Regions from separate parts of the Urocitellus parryii genome. Here region 1 is linked to region 2. The links are chromatin contacts, called in public Hi-C maps. All regions are on one chromosome and are shown on one strand. The core of a region is the stretch at or near the end of the contact, and the rest is flanking DNA. Distances in the headings are between cores, read along the strand shown. Region 1 holds the start of Larp4b (La ribonucleoprotein 4B). Region 2 holds the start of Wdr37 (WD repeat domain 37).

Region 1 (3,998 bases), core at 830-3,329, 200 kb after region 2:
AGCATCATACATTTAAAAAAGAAATTCTTTCCTCTCAAATGCAGTGCTGGGGATTGAACCCAGGGCTCTGGAGCATGTGAGGCAAGCACTCTACTACTGAGCCACATCACCATCCCTGTGTTTTGTTTTTATAGGACTTATCACAAATCTGTTGATTTGCCTTTCAGTAAACTGTACAGTCTACAGTGCAAAGCTTGTGCTACATTCCAGAGTAGCCCTAGCAACTCACCCAATGTCTTAAAACATGTTTGATACATGAAGGTGATCGGAAAGTTACCATGTCTAACCCCACAGAGAAGGAAAGGTAAGTGACTGGGTGGAAGGAAGACAGGCTAGGACTTGTTTTGTGAAGGGCCTTCTTTCCATGAAAGAGAGTTGGTTTTACCTGTAGGGAAAACAAAACAAAACAAAACAAAAAAAACCAAAACAAACAAACAAACGAAAAACAAGGAACCAGTGAAGGCCTTTAATGAAAAGGTGGTGACAAAAATTTTTAAGGAAATGCTTGTTGGCACTATGAATGATGGATAGTAACAGAAGGCAAACATACTAGGGAGAGGGAGAAATGTTTTAATTCATTTTTTTCTCCTGAATTATCATATATGCTTTCAATATTAGAGGAAAACTCAATCTTAGGTGATTATTATCTGTAAAAATATAGCTATGAATATTTAATCTGCGATTTTTTTCGGATGTGACAGGTATTACAAAGGAGAAGACATTGATAAGGATGGCACTACACATCTACCCAATATAAGGGGGGAGGAGTCCAGGAGGCTTTCTTCCAAAATGTAGAACTGTCAGAATTTGAACATCATGGATAGGAAGGAACAAGCAGCACAGGTAAACAAAGACCACGAATAGACATACCCAAACCCTCCACCATGCTAGGGGCAGAACCCAAAGCTCAAATCCAGAATAGTCTCCCCCCCTGTGCTTGAGGGGAGAACCCATGGCTAGGCAAGCACTCTAGTACTAAGTCACATTCCCTTAGCCCAACGCCTTTTTAATGGGGACGGGGGAGGGGGACCACAAAATTTGAAATAATTCATGTATGATATATATCATCAAGAGCAAGGATACAGAAAACCAGGCAATAAGCTTAAAGGAAATGCTTTGTGGTTTCCCCCCTAAAATTGATCAAGGGAGGGTAAGACATTCTTGTTTTGGAAGAGTCTTTCCATTCTCGTTGAAATCGCACGGAGTTTTCGTGGACCCCGCTCAGGAGCTACTGAAAACACCTTTAGTTTCTCTGATCCAACCCTTCGTCCACATTCCTCACTTGCAAAAGCCAGTCTTCCAGACCCAGGGCCTCGCTGGGGGCGGGGGGGGGGCGGGGAGGGGACTCTGGGCCAAGGTCGCCATCGCCAATGGCGCGAGGGTCCAGGATAGGGGTCGCGGTCCCGATGGGCAGGGTTGGGAAGGGGTTTCCGTCCTGAGGCACGCAGACAAGAATGGAGTCCAGGCCCTGGGGAAGCGACACAGGAACCAGTCGCAGTGGTGGTGGGGGGCGCAGGCGTCCCACTGTCGGTGGGTGGCACCGGGGCAAGGGCAGGGGTCGAGGTATCGGGGCAGGGAACAGAGGCAAGCGTCCTCGACCTGAGTGTTCCCTGCTGCCTATGAGAGGTACACGCAGCGACCGCAGCACCAGGGTCAGGTCGCTCCCAAGACCTGAACAGAAACAACCTCCCAGCCCACGGCCTGCAGGCGGGGCCGCGGGGCGTGGCGAGAGGCGTGCGGCGGCGTGGGGCGGATCGGGCAGCGTGCGTGCGCCGAGAGTGCCGCGGGCGCGGGGCGGGGCGCGGTAGGGAAGGGAGGTGTGCGCGCCGCGGGGCGGGCGGACGGCGTGCGCGCATGCGCCAATCACAGATGCCGCGAGAGGGGTGCGCGCGGAGAGGCCAAGGGAGGCGGAAGGGCGGCCCGGGTGCCGCGCGCATCCAATCACTGCGTTGCGCTGCCATGACGTGAGACTCTCCCGGGCACCGATCGCCAGTCGGCTGGCCCGGCGGGTGAGTGCGCCGGAGCAGGGCGCGGGGACGCGCGGGGGCGGGACTTCCGCAGGTCCCCGGAAGTGGGAGCTGTGTGTTCTCATGCGAACGGGAAGGAGCGTTGGGGATCCGGAGTCTCGAGGTTGAGACATTTTCGGGCCCGAAAGGGGAAGAATCCATCCCCGCCGCAGCCAGCCAGCGCCCGCACTTCTTTCCTGCCTTCGGCCCGGCCCGGCCGCGCCGCCTCTTCCTGCCGTCTCCCTCCTCGGCCGTCCCCGCGTGTTGCGCGGTCGCCGGGCACCGGGGCTGCGGCGAGGAGCCCGCGGGCGGCCGGTCGGGCGGGGCGGGCGGCGCTGACAGGTGAGCCGGCCTTCCTTGGCCATCGGCTGGGCTGCCTCCCTCTTCGGCCGGTGCTCGGACCCGCGCCCGCGCCCGTCTGTCACCGGGCCGCCATCTTCCCGGAGGGACGCGGCCCGCGGCGGGCAGGGCAGGGCCGGGCCAGGTCGGGGAGGACCTGGGCAGGGCCGGGGCCAGGCTCTGGTCGGGGACGACTGCGGCTGGGGCCTGGGTTTGGAGGGTCGGGCAACACTGGGGCCGGGGGTGACCAGTGGGGCCGGTGCTGGGGTCAGGTGGGGCGGGGAGGACTTGCGGGCCGGGGCCGAACGGGACCAGCACGGCCTGGCCGGCAGGGTTGTGGCGCGGCGGGGCGGGTCCAGGGGCGCCCCCGAGGCCGTATGCCTTAGGCCCGGCGGGTTCGCCCGTGCAGCCCGAGGAGAATGGGCTGGGGTCGTGGGCCGCGAGCGCCCCCCGGGCCGGGCCGGCGCCGGGACCCGCAGTGCGGCGCGGGGCCTCGCCCCCTCCGTCCCGCCGGAGCTCGGCCCAGGCGGCCTCGCTGCTTCTCCGTCAGGGATGGGTCATTAGGGAATCGCATTCCTTTAGAACCAGGAAGTTGGGATCTTGTCGCTCGAGTGTTTGGAATGCTACTTTTCCCACTTGATAGATCCGAGCAGGGGTACATCCTGAAGGAATTAAAAAATGAAAGTCAAACGGGTAGATTCCCAGCGTTCGTCACAGGACTGGGACCTACAGTCTGCACAGGAACTGGTCAGGAACTTCTTAGCCACCTCCTTCTCGGTGGTGTACGGTTGGAACGTCGAGAGCAATTTCGACTTCAGGTCATTGCTTATTGTAACTTTTATTAGTGAATGTAATCTGGCCTTCTCCCTCGTTTTCATGTAATACGGTTTTGAATTTTAGCTGAGATGGAACCTGCGAAAATTATCTCTGCCTGTCTTTCATTTGAGACCCTTTCACTGGCAGCAAAATATCTGGACTTCATCATAAATTCAAAGTTTGAGGTTTTCTGTAACTGAATAAACGGACTTCCCTTGACTGTGTAGTATAGTTAGTTTGTAAGTATAAACATAAAGTGCAAGGGGTTTGATAGAGATAATAGCAACTTGAAGTGAATGTATAAGTAAATAATAAAGTCATTTTCTCATTTGAATTTTTTTTTGTGGGGGCAGGATATTTAGCTGTTATTTTCGGTTGTGTTAAATACTGAATTTGTGCTGAGTTGTAGTTTGCAAAGGCCACAAAGGGAGAGAGAAGTGATGTTCACTTTTTGGGGGTGGTCAGACTGTATGCGATTTCCATACTTCCCCAACCTGCCTGGCTCCCCTAATTTACAGTCAGGGTAATTTACAGAAGTTGAAATGGTTGTGGCTTTTTCCTCTGTGTTTAATGTACTGAAAGGCAGTTTTGTAATCAAACTATACAAGAAATGACTTAAGGAGGTTTGCTTGAGTTGTTAAAGTGAAATACTTTCTTGAAAGGCATCAAATTAACACGTTATTTAGTCAACCATAAATTTAATTTATATACTTGCTTTGAAGAAAGGGAAATAAATTGTATTCTCAAATATTAATGTGACTGTTTACAGGAATAAAAAATGACATGGCTTCTTATTTATTAGAAATTATTTTCTTGGTGCTTTGATTTTCTGTTAAA
Region 2 (3,875 bases), core at 1,194-3,693:
CAACACATTTCCTCTGTTAAACTGATGTATATGTGCAGCCTCACACCCAACACAAGAATAATCAAGGATTTGATTGTCTCTAGAAGAGGGGGAATATTATGGGCTGATTTGAAAATCCTGACCAGACTTACCCCATTTTGTTCACTCACCTTACCTTATGTGAAGTTGGCCCCCTTCCATATGGTGCCCACATCTGCCCTCCTTGCCTCCTGACTGCAAGTTCCTGGTTTGGCAGTACCAATGTATAGAGACATGTCTCTTCTCCTTCCTCTCTTCTAAGAATGTGATTTTTTAAAATGCAACTTTGTAACTTTTTTATAACCTGGTAATTTTCCATTTTTATGAACTGTATCTTGTGATTATGATTGCATCTTCTGCCTCCCCCGCTTTTGTGTTTCTTAGCTTTATAAGCTGTCCATACCCTCAATCAGGGTCAAGATGTAGTATGAGCCACACCAGATACTCCTTCACGGGCAAGGTCATATCCATTACCACAGGGGACCCAGAATCTTACAAGGCAGAGAGCTCCCACAACTAGAGAAGGAGAGTACCCGCCTCTCCGTTCAAGGCTTCAGGATCCCTGTGAGCCTGAGATCTCTCTAGGGCCTCCAAATGATGTGGCCTATAAGTAAAAAGTCACCGGGTCAGTCTTGAAGCAGGTCATGAAGCTTTACTGCCATCAGTTGAGATGCAGGAATCCAAATCTCTGGTCATATCTCAACCCCGACTGAGAATAAAGACAGGCTTACAAAGCTTAAAACCACAAATAAAAAGGAAGCAGGAAAAGGAATCATAAGCAATCATAATCACAAAACACACTTCATAAAAAAGTGAAAAATTACTGGGTTACAAAAAGTTACAAAGTTGCATAAAGAAAAAAAATCACATTCTTAGAAGTGAGGAAGAGACACATCTTATTCATTGGTACTGCCAAACCAGGAATTTGCGGTCAGGAGGCAAGGGGGGCAGGTGTGGGCATCATACGGCAAGGGACCAACTTCACAGAGGGTGAGATGTCTGAACAAAAAATGTGTAAGTCCGACTGATTTTTCAAATCCTCCCTTAACATTCGGATGTTTCAGCTCACAAGGTGAAGGGCTTATTCATGCAACTTTGGAAGGCAGGTATATTACAGGTGCTGCTGTTTTATTCGGAGAACAGCTGCCTGAGCGGTGGCAGAGGACACGGAGGAGAGGAGAAGCCTTGAGAAGAGAAACCAAAAGCACTGCGCGGGGCAACCACCCTGGCATCCGCGCACCGCGCACTCCAGCCCCTCTCCGCTCCTTCCAAGGGGCCCTGCCAAGGCCCCCTCTTTGCAATCGTAGACCACTGTCTTCGAACAGCCTCCAAGTGGCTTCCCGCGCGACACTGGCAGCCCATGAAGGTGCCGCTCTGGGACACGAGAGGGAAAAGGACGCCGCGAACCCTCGTCCACCTCGAAAACCGGCCCATGCGACCCTGACACCGTCCCATGCCCGCCCTACCCCTGCCGAACCGCGATCCTCTTCTGCAGCATCCTCCCGTCCACCTCGACCCCTCCCCCAGACCCACTCCTCCTCCAGGTACCACGGGAAGGACAAGGAGCCCGACAGCTGGGAAGATGGCGGCACTTACCTGTCACAGCAGCTGTGCTCCCCACCGCCCGGAGCCAGCCCGGGTAGCACTCAGCCCGTAAGTCCCCACGACACGGCCCGCAGTACTGACCCGCAGACCTGCAGGACACCGGCCGACTCGGCACTGACGCGACCCGGCGACCCCAACTTTCCGTGCCCGCACTTCCGGCACCGCCGGAAGTTCCTCTTGACCACCGCCCCACATCCAGAGCCACCGGAAGCTCCGCCCAAGCGTGGCGCCGCCGGAAGTCTTGTCCTGGCTTCCGCCCCGCAGGCCTGGTTCCCCGCAGGTCTGTGCGCTTCGCTACGGTGCAGTCGCCCCGCCACCCTAGCTAACCCTAGCGGGGCGCGAGCAGGGGCCGAACGAGTGACCTAGGGATGGGGGCGGCATGGCGCCCCTGGTGACACGGGCGGGCTCGGACGCCGGAGGGCTCGAGCCTCGCGGACACGCCGGGACTTGTGCCCCGAGCGAGCCCAGCCCTACAGTCCCACGGCCACCCAGGCGCTCGGGCACCGCCTCCTAGGACCCCGGGCGCCTCCAGTCGGGGAGAAATCACCCGAGCTACTCACCGCAGCAGGGGTTCCGGGGGGATCCACGGTCAGGCAGGTTTCAAATCCATCTGTCCTCTAAGAACTAGAGACGAGAAGGAAAATAGTCCCTTAAAATGCAAGGTCAAGTATACTGTTTATAACAATCAATTTCGAAATCTTTCAAATCCACACCGTTTTATACGCTAATTTGCTGCTAACCGCTTAACTGGCAGCGCTCTGTGGTAGTCTTGTTATTTGCCTGCAGGGGAGCCTGATGGAGATAGAACTATTAATATTTCAGCTTATCTGCAGAAGATGACTCACCCAGTTTCCTTCTGAAATATTTGATCACCATTGGCTAAAAAAGAGAAAACAGAATCAGCTGTTCACTGCAAAAGGTGGGACTTAAGCCTTAATCTAGGTTGGAAAACTACGTAATAGACTGGAACCATTACATAAACAGCCTTCTCTGCAAACAACTCTACCTGAGTCTTTAAAGCTCACCTGGACTAAATCAAAAGTACGAAAGCATTACTTAAAGTATTATTTTAAAATAATACTCGAGATTCAGATTCAAAAAACAGTGATATGTTTTTGGAGAAGAAGCAAATTTAATGTGCTTGAGGATTCAAATAACCAAAGATATATATGTAAAGTAAAACGTGAAGTTACTTCTGCAGTAAATATAAAAGCTTATCACTGGAAACAGTTCTACAAGATGAACTAAGATATATGGATTTTTAGGGAAATCATTTCCAAACTTGGAGGTTGTCACAAATATTATTTAGCAACAAATATTATACAAGATATTCTGCTAGGCATAATAGCCCACATTATCATATTCAACTAACTCACATTCTACTAGGTGGTTTTGTTTTGCAACATAACATCCACAGTTTGTATGGCACTTAAGATACTGTTAATGATAGTAATGTTTTTCTTTGATATATTTAGGATTCCACAAAAGCCACAATTGAGTACATTATGCGGTATCACAAAACCAAAAGAAAGGAATCAAGTTTTGAGGGCCAGTCAATTCAAATAATTTGTAACTTCTTTAATCCCCAAGAACACAAAAGTGGAAACTTCTATTCTAAACTGAATTTTACCTAAATATGAGAACATTGAAATGACTTCAAAAGTGAAAAAGACAGAATGCAGCACAAGGATTAAGATCCAGATGCCAAGGTCCACATTATCCCCACTGTGTATACTTTGATAGGGCTGCAGTAACAAAATCACAGAATGGGTGGCTTGAACAGAAATTTTCTCTCTTTAGAGTTCTAGAGGTTAGACCTCCAAGTTGTTGGCAAGGTTGTTTCATTCTGAGAAATATGAGAGTGAAATCTATCCATGCCTGTTTCTGGAGTTTACCATCAATCCTTGGTGTTCCTTCTCTGTGGCAGTAAAAATTCAGTCTTCACATGGCATTCTCCCTGTATATGTCTGTTTCTTCATTTGGATGACTGATGAGGACATCAGTCAGTACTGACTTGCTGACCTAGGTCACCTGGACCTCATCTATGATACTGGAAGAAGAACTGATGGGTAAATGCTGCCAGTCTCACGTTGAAAAAATATTATCACATCCTCTGTGTTAAGTTTCACCCACCAAGTACTTGCCATCTTTCCTCATTCTAGTTTTCGAGTAGAGCCTTCGTTTGTGTCTTGTCCATGTGACAGACAAAAGGGAAAACTATTCTAATCTCAACAAGTATGTTTGGTTTGTAT

The links. Hi-C and Micro-C count contacts between places; a contact is called where the count stands out from the background.
Region 1: a contact with region 2 is called in a Hi-C map of liver, with 4 times the contacts expected there. The contact joins the promoter of Larp4b here to the promoter of Wdr37 in region 2. A contact is called at or near these places in 2 of 2 Hi-C or Micro-C datasets (liver and muscle).

What each region holds. Positions count from the first base shown.
Region 1 is chr9:79,299,829-79,303,826 of mUroPar1.hap1, forward strand. It overlaps Larp4b (La ribonucleoprotein 4B), which reads left to right and starts at 2,080. Exons shown (of 18, transcript XM_026413245.2): 1 at 2,080-2,348.
Region 2 is chr9:79,100,012-79,103,886 of mUroPar1.hap1, forward strand. It overlaps Wdr37 (WD repeat domain 37), which reads right to left and starts at 2,444. Exons shown (of 15, transcript XM_026412564.2): 1 at 2,337-2,444; 2 at 2,184-2,247.